Regions from separate parts of the Sus scrofa genome. Here all the other regions are linked to region 1. A link is a contact called in public Hi-C and promoter capture Hi-C data. All regions are on one chromosome and are shown on one strand. Each heading gives the region's core, a stretch centred on a gene start, on an enhancer-like site or on the middle of the called end of the contact. The rest is flanking DNA. Distances are from core to core; before and after follow the strand shown. Region 1 holds the start of CACNA2D1 (calcium voltage-gated channel auxiliary subunit alpha2delta 1). Region 2 overlaps CACNA2D1 (calcium voltage-gated channel auxiliary subunit alpha2delta 1). Region 3 overlaps CACNA2D1 (calcium voltage-gated channel auxiliary subunit alpha2delta 1).

Region 1 (2,700 bases), core at 84-2,583:
CAGATTCTTGGACTGACACCCAATGTAGTAAGTACTAAGCTGATCTTAAATAATAGCTGCGGGGTTTCAACTGGTAAAGATGTAAGGTTAGTACCACCCAAAATTCCAGCATTCAGCACTCAGCCAACAAAGGACAGCAAATAATTCCCAAAAGCAAAAATACGGGAATGCTACCTTGGGCTTTGTTTTTGTTATGTAAAATGCATTAAAGTGACTCACCCATTTACAATTACCTACTCTTAAAAGCTTTAAAGTAGCTTCAAGAATCAAAATACATGCTTTCCCAGAATGCCTGATAGACTAGTCAGCGCATTTAAAAAATATATGTACATATATATTTTATGTGCCACTGATTCTTTTCCCAGCCTAGAAGAGAATTATTATTTTTCATTCCCTTCCTGCCATGTGACTCTTTAGCTACCTTTAAACACTCTATTTTCAGAACAGCAGTGAGGTTTTTTCTCTTTTTTTAAAGCTATTTTAGAAATGTTAAAAATAAGAGAAAATTGCAGGAGACTCTAGAAATGCTCAGTCCCTCCCCCAAAGAATTGGTTCTATTCATTCTAAGAACAGGACCCGCGTGTCTGTTGGCACTTAGATGTTTCAAAGAGAGGGTGAAGGAAGTTGGATGGCAGGGTCCCAGCACCTGCGAGCCCCTGGGGTGGACAGCATCTCTGTCGAGGAGCAAGCACGCTTCTGATCAGAAAGGCTGTCAAGCACGCCCAGTAATTTGGGATCCAAAGGAGTTTGGATACCATAGCAATTAGAGAGCAAGCCAGAGGCCAAGTGCAGAAGTCCACGCTCCCTTGGCAAGGCTGCAATTACCTATTTGCAAAATACCCAATCAAAACACAACTTTTTATTGGACTGGGTTTGATAAGAGTGGGTATGTGGCTGGAAACTTTTTCCCACAGTACAGCTAAACTCTTTAACCAAGAAATCCTTTTAGAAATGGGCTGAGGAGCCTTGAGGCGTCGGTAGATATTTTCCTGGACAACCTGGCCCAGCCGAGGCTCCCCAAGACGCCCAGTTCCGTGCGCATTCCAGCGGCGAACCAGGCGCACCTCCCGCTTGGCCTCTGGGATCCAAGCCTAACTCACTCCCCACCCCCACGAGCAGAAAAGCCCCAAAACTCCAGAAACGAACCCGCACCCTGCTTCCACAGCACCCCTCAGCCAGCACTCCCCGCCCTGCCTGGTTCGGGGCCGGCGACTTACGTGACGGCCGACGGGAACGGCTCCTGCGATGAGGGACCGATCAGCAAAGATTGGAAAAGTGTCAGAGTCAAGGCCAGCAGGCAGCCAGCAGCCATCTTCGCGATCGAAGATCAATCTAGCCTCCCTCCCCAGCCAGGGGAAGAACCAGTGCTAGAAACCGCCGAAGGAGGAGAAGGAGCACGGTCCGCCCGGACCACAGACGTCTGAGGGCTGGCACGCCTGGGCCGGAGCCGGCAGCCGGGAGCCTGGGCGCGGGCTCACGTGGAGGGGAGGAGGGGGAGAAGCAGGGGCCAAGCCCCGCGCAGGGGAAGGGATGGTGGCGGGCGGACCCGCTAGCGTGCGTCGGCTGTTCCCCACCGCGGCTGCCTGGCCTCCGCCGCCATCAAGGGCGACTTTGGAAACAGACCTGGGCGAGCCCGCCAGCGCTCGCGCGCTCTCGCTCCCTCCCCGTTTCCTCCCTGATTTATTCTCCCGATAGCCGTGGAGAAGGCGGGGGAGGAGGCGGGGGCGGAGAAGGGGTGACGGCACCGGGGAGGGGGTGGGGGTGGCTGCAGGAAAGGGGGATAGCAGGCGGAGAGACTTGTGGCTGAGAGAGGCTCCGTCTGGCTTCTCCCGGCAAGTCAGAGGGAGGTGGCTGGGGGTGGGCAGCTGGAGGGCTGGGCGTCAGAGCAGTCGGGCGGAGACGGGCCCAGAGCAGCCCTCCATACAAGGCAGAAAGGAACTCCCAAAGTCGGTGCCGGCTTGCTCTCGCCACCAGGCGTGCAGAGGGGGAGTACAGCCGGCCCGCCGGGCTCCCAGGGGACAGCTGCCACCCGGCGGGTATCCACAGGCTGCAAAGGCCCCTGCGGATCACTTGGCTTGCGTGTTCGGGGGTTATTTTTGCACAGGCGAGGAATGTTCCCCAAGCCCTTCTCCCAGGCGCAGAATCCGCAGCCTGCCTGGGAATCATGGAGAAGTGATTTGACAACAAACGTAGGAGGAGTTTGTATTTGCATTTTAAAGCACCACTTTTGACTCTGGCCCAGGCGGCACAGTTTATTTGCCCAGGAGTGCCAGAGGCTAGAGCCTCTGAAATGGCTGAGTGCCAGTTGTGGCAGCTGCCCCACTCCCAGGTAACACTCACCTGGCAAATCACAGCTTCAGGGCCCGGGCTGAGGACAACTAGAGAAGGACCTAATACTGCAGAGGAGTGGAAGGACAAATTCTCCATCTAGGGATAAAGGCAACCTAATGAGACTACCTCCTAAAGGCCCTAAACCCCCTAGTCTGGCTATTGGGCTGCCCTGCCTTGCTAAGCCTGCGACGGGAGTTCATTCGATCGCGTGAAGGCATGAAAAGGGTAAGCAGCAGGAACAGGTGGCAATTTCCAAATACCGCTTGAAATATGGAGCAGGAATTAAGGGAGGCCGAGAGAGCTAGGGATTAGCAATGCGGACCAGCTTCACCTCTGACAGGTGCACACAGGCCGTCTCATAGAAAAAAC
Region 2 (2,700 bases), core at 134-2,633, 170 kb before region 1:
AAAACACTAATAATGGAATAACTAAATACAATACACAGTAAAATTGTTGAAGATACCTGTTTTATAAATAAAATGGAACACCAAAATACATAAGAAAGCCAAGCTTTCTTAAAACACTGAGTAAGTCAAAATGTTGCAAATTCTTTATGCACACATAATACACACCTCACACACACAGGGTTTAGAAACCCTTTAGTTAAAGTTCACTTTAAAGAAAATCTGCTAAAGTGTCTATTTTCATGAAGGAAAAACTAACAACATTACAGAATAAAATACATATTCATGATTAGTTACACAAGTCCTGATAACTATACCTTCTGGCACAGCATAAGCTATAGATTTATATTTAAATATCTTTTATATGGTAGTTTGTAGTTTATAAGCATGTTACACACCATTATATATGTATTCTATACTTATACATGTGTATAATTTTGTGGCCTCAGCTCATTAAAGGTCAATTATATCTTATCTGTGCTTACTGGCACCTCTGAACTCAGAGTAAACTCACTTGAGGCTGTCACAGTAGTAATATCCCCTAATTGCCCTAAGCCTCTGCATACGAGAGCCCTGATCAATCATTTTGTTTTCAAAAACACCACAAATACTTATTTTTTAAGTGATTCATGCTCAATGTAGAAAAAATTAGAAACTATCAATAAGCAAAATGAGCCAATAGGAGTTCCTATTGTGGCAGTGGATTATGAACCTGACTAGAATCCATGAGATGCAGGTTTGATCCCTGGCCTTGCTCAGTGGGTTAAGGATCTGGTATTGCTGTGAGCTGTGGTATAGGTAACAGACATGGCTCGGATCCCACATTGCTCGGGCTGTGGTATAAGCTGGCAGCTGCAGGTCTGATTCGACACCTAGCCCAGGAACTTCCAAATGACACAGGTGAAGCCAGGAAGAAAAAAAAAAAAAAAAAAAAAAAAAAAAGCAAATACTCTACAACCCACTCAGTTAATATCCTAAGGTATATCTAACACCTATATATACTTTCATATTTTATTCATGTGGAAATATTAATATATATGTTTAATTTATAAATATTTTATCATGTTAAAAATATACTTGTGAACCTGTTCTTGCTCACATGATAGTAGAATGTGAATATATTTGCAGGTCAATAAACAAACATCTGGTACCATAAACGTGTCATTTTTAATTAAGCAATCTTATTATTTGATAGCAAAATATCCAAGAAACATTATAGAACTTTCTTGGCACTTCAAGTGAAGCATTTTACTTCCTCAATAACTTGTCAGTATTGTTGACACAAAGTCTGTTCTTTAAGCCTTGTCTGATCTGTATGGGTTTGTGTGTGTATGAGTGAGTGTGTATGTGTGTGTTTTTGTTAGCAAGGACTTTATTCTTTGATCAGCTGACACAAGGTTGAGATATCTGTACAAGCTCCAACAACTGCCAGTTGTTTTACAAAAAGTGTTTTAAACATACTTTGGGTAACATTCAAACAGGTTTTGATCTTTACGGAAAGGGCAAACCATCTTTGGCTTGAGATACAGACACAATGGGCAGGGGGAAAGTGAAGTAGGATTCTGGAGCACTTTTGGTTTAATTCTCTTAATTCTCTCTATCAATATAGAAATCTCACCCCTGGCCCACAAACACACACTTGCACCCTCATAAGTACCCACAGGGCACAGGGAAGGCTCCCACTGCTAGGGTCTTCTTCCAGTTCCCTTGAACCATGGCTTTTCAATGCAACTCATCAGCTTTGAAAAGAAGGGAAATCTACAATGTGCTGTGCAAAGCACAAGGAAATGTTTTAGGACTGCCAACCCTATTAGCCTGCTTTCCCCTCTTTTATATCTCGTGGGGATTTTAAAATAGGGATCTGAAGTAGAGGAGTAACATTTCAGTAACTAATTTGGAGGTAAATCATACCAAACTTTTTCCAGACAATTCAAGTGTGTTACTCAATGGAAGGGCCAAGTCTTCTCACAAGCTATTTATCTCTGCCCTGAAACACATCTAACCATGTATAGTTAATTTGCTGGTGCTTTGTAATGGAAACACAAGGTATACTTGATCTGATGACACCAGGATGACAAAATCATTTTTTTTAACTATAAAGAGATAGCCTCTATGATTATTTCCATCAAGTTTTAAGATTTTCTTAGGATAAATTAAGTTGGTGATGTTTTAGCAGCATAAATTATTTAGTCATCTTAAAACATAAGAAGATAAATATTCTACAAATAACAATTTGAAATATATGAAATTAAGAAAGTGAGAGAGGCTCCAAGACTTCAATATCTAATTAGAAGAAACCCAATTATTCCTATTTCAGAGAAATGAAACTGGGAGGTAATGTAAGCATGTGAAAAGACCTAGGAATAAGGAATAGGCACTACAAAGCTTATACTGCAACCAAGCTAACAATTTCAACATGCTAAGCAGGCCAAGCAAAGGTAGTCTGGTGATATTACACTGGCCTATTTCAGTTTCCAAGCTGTCACCATGGGTCATGATTATGGAAAATGAATATAGTAGAATGTAACACCCCACTCACATCAACGGACAAATCTTCTAGGAAAAAAAAAATCAATACAGAAACAGAGATACAAAATGACAAAATAGGACAGATTTAATTTATATTTTTGGGATATTACATCAAAAGGAAAAGAAAAAAAACAAAAAACAAAAAAACAGGACACAAGGGCACATGGAACATTC
Region 3 (2,829 bases), core at 163-2,662, 190 kb before region 1:
TGTCAATATTAGGACATTTCTAAAATGGCTAGCAATGACCCCTTTATTTAACTAAGCATCAATGCATATTTATCATGGCTTTTCATGCAAGTGTGTAGAACTCAGGTATGCAGAGAAACTAAATCCTATAAAGATAATAGTTTATTCATGATTCAAAATAAAAACGATTCCCAAATGCAAAGTCCATGTTACAAGGCCTAACATAATTCTACTTTAATGTTTTAATACAAAATATAAATTTATATTTTAAAAATTGTGTTTGAGTTAGTTGTTTACTTTGTTCACCAGAAAGCCAGTCCTTCTTAGACATCTTTTGCAAAGCACACGTAGGTGATTAACAGTTCATTTACAGCCAGGTAACTTTCTTACCCCAAAGACTCATTGATTCTCACTGACTCAAGAAGTACTAACTGCTCAAAACCCTGTCACTACCACGACTCTAGCCACCTCTGCTGCTCTATAGCCACCATTTACTGAGGGCTGACTAACACTCTGTCAAGCATTTCACACATATTTTCTCATTTGTCCTCACTACAACCCTTCATGAAAGAGACTGAACAGAATAGATGAGGTAAGGGATTATTACCTAGACCTCCTCTCCAGGACGAAGGCTTTTCCTATTATCCATTCTCTTCGGAGCAAGGGAAGAACTGATTTAACTTCTCAGACAGGTGTGCAGGCTCTGAGAGACACTTTGTCATTCTGCTAGCATACTGGCTCTTTAGAAGGATCGATTAAAAAGCAATTGAACTACTAGACCAATGGAGCAGGCTTCCTGAGTACAGACGAGGAAGGAGCCCTTTAAATCATCCATCGTATTAGAAATTAGAACAGAGAGCCATGGACAAAAAAAGCAATTAATATTCTAAGAAAGGAGATGTATGGGATTCAGAGGCTTAATCCTACAATGTTAGAGTCATAACAGATCTTAGCTGGGTGTTATTTTGCATCTCTCAATTAACTTCCAAATTGAATGTTTTTATATACTTTATTATGTACAGGATAAACAGTCCTTCTAAATGAAAAATCAGTTGAGCCAGACACAGTGCAAAATTTAATCTGTAATATAAAAATTGTTTTAGGCGGGCCTCCCTTTGTATTATACAAAATACTTCAATTCTAATTTGCACAAGGTCTGGGAACAATTTCACCCTATTCCTGCTACCCTTTTTTTTTTTTTTTTTTTTGCTCCTCAAACTTCATGTTACTAATTAAAAGCATCTTTGTAAAAAATCTTGGTTACGGATTAATACAATTGAAATTAGTTGCTATAGAGGTAAATGCAGTCTCAAGGATATAAAGAGTTGAAAAAATAAAATAAAAATAAATCCATTCCCGCACTTTGGGTGAGCAAACATTCACTCTAAATGAGCTCAGGACTTTCAGCCTGAAACAACATGACTCAGGCTAGGAGAAGTTAAAAATTAGTCAGATGAAACTACTGTCATTGTCTTAAATGGCTCACAGAGAATAGGAACAGGCTTTAAAAGCCAAGTTCCACAAATGCAACTGGTCTTCTAAGGAAAAAAATAAAGTATATAAAAGACAAATTTGAGAGTTTGGTATTGATTCTGGGAAAGGTTCTAGGATAGGTTTCCATTCCTGAGAAGATGGAACAGAATCAAGTATCCATTGATAATTGGTTTGGCAAGTTACTAAGATCTGTTCTAGATCAGAAATTATAGTCCTATCAATATTAGTGACTGGTTTGAGTTCTTTGGATAAACAGGTTCCTAGAATGAAGAAGGAAATTTATTACATTAACATAGCTTAATAAAAAGATCACATGATACCAGTATAGCCTAGAAGTTAAGAGGGATTCCTCTGGATTTGATTAAATCTGCTTCTGTTCTTAACCCTGCTTCATAATCCTTTATCTGAAAATCTGAGGCCAGATAGAGTTTGGAATTTAATATTTTAGAAAGGAATTCTACAGATGAATATATACAGATAAATACGCTGTATATTACAGTAACATTCTCAGCACCCAGCAATCAAACACAAAGAAATGTCTGAATATTTATACTAAGTGGAATAAATAAAGGCTTTAAGTCAGATTTTTGTCTCTGTAAACAAAGATTCCTGTACCTAAAGCTGAGTGACTTTAGATAGATTATGTAATTTCTATAGGCGAATTATTTAATTACTATGAGTGTCACTTTCCTTATCTTTGAAAAAGTAGTTCTTTCCTTACCTTTGATGAGGTAGTTCTTTGAGTAAGAACTACCTCAAAGGATACTGATGATAATTTAATGAAAGAGTGCAGGTGAAATTCTTGGTAGGATAGCAGCAATCACAATGCAGTCAAACGTGTGTTTGTGTGTGTGTGTGTGTGTGTGTGTGTGTGTGTGTGTGTGTGTGTGTGTGTGTGTGTAAAGGGAGAGAAATATGGATTTGCTTTTTCATTTTACAACCAGTGGCTCTCAATACTACCACACCCTAAAATCACAAGGGAATCTTTAAAAAATAATAATAAGAGTAGAACCAGGACCCCACACCCATCAGTTACATTAGCATCTCTGTATCTGCTGATAAGACCAGGACCATGGCAGTCTTAAAAGTTCCCCAGGTGATTCTGATTCTAATGTTTACTTATATAGTCACAGGGAATGTTTTATTTACTTTTTTGTAGTATTTCATGTCTATTTCTGAACAAACTTACTGTCTACAAAGGGAATGTCCAATTGTTGACTAAGATATGCCTACCACTTTCATACATACATGTTCTTTCCATCACAAATCTCTCTTAGATGAGTTGAGTAGGTATGAATTTAGATTAGTAGGTAGTTTCTCACAGTCTAATTATTCGAGGGAAAATTGATAAATCAC

What was found. Promoter capture Hi-C pulls out the DNA fragments that hold promoters and counts their contacts. Hi-C and Micro-C count contacts between places; a contact is called where the count stands out from the background.
Region 2: a Hi-C map of liver shows a contact between it and region 1, with 2.2 times the contacts expected there. The contact joins the enhancer-like site here to the promoter of CACNA2D1 in region 1. A contact is called at or near these places in 2 of 5 promoter capture datasets (fetal skeletal muscle and liver) and 5 of 47 Hi-C or Micro-C datasets (epiblast stem cells, liver and skeletal muscle).
Region 3: a contact with region 1 is called in a promoter capture Hi-C map of liver, with 3 times the contacts expected there. The contact joins the enhancer-like site here to the promoter of CACNA2D1 in region 1. A contact is called at or near these places in 3 of 5 promoter capture datasets (fetal liver, fetal skeletal muscle and liver), 6 of 47 Hi-C or Micro-C datasets (embryonic fibroblasts, heart right ventricle, liver and 1 more) and 1 of 2 datasets of contacts at active chromatin or transcription factors (skeletal muscle).

Annotation. Positions count from the first base shown.
Region 1 is chr9:97,780,206-97,782,905 of Sscrofa11.1, reverse strand. It overlaps CACNA2D1 (calcium voltage-gated channel auxiliary subunit alpha2delta 1), which reads right to left and starts at 1,333. Exons shown (of 39, transcript NM_214183.1): 1 at 1,218-1,333. The coding sequence starts at 1,312.
Region 2 is chr9:97,945,269-97,947,968 of Sscrofa11.1, reverse strand. All of the region lies in intron 3 of CACNA2D1 (calcium voltage-gated channel auxiliary subunit alpha2delta 1), which reads right to left. Among named protein-coding and RNA genes, the nearest start is that of CACNA2D1, 170 kb to the right of the region's middle. Within about 2 kb of position 1,383, at least 1 of the 83 cell types and tissues checked has an H3K27ac peak or open chromatin away from gene starts, as enhancers often do. A contact at or near this core is called in liver, where this site is marked.
Region 3 is chr9:97,967,959-97,970,787 of Sscrofa11.1, reverse strand. The region is part of intron 3 of CACNA2D1 (calcium voltage-gated channel auxiliary subunit alpha2delta 1); the gene reads right to left. Among named protein-coding and RNA genes, the nearest start is that of CACNA2D1, 190 kb to the right of the region's middle. Within about 2 kb of position 1,412, at least 7 of the 83 cell types and tissues checked have an H3K27ac peak or open chromatin away from gene starts, as enhancers often do. A contact at or near this core is called in liver, where this site is marked.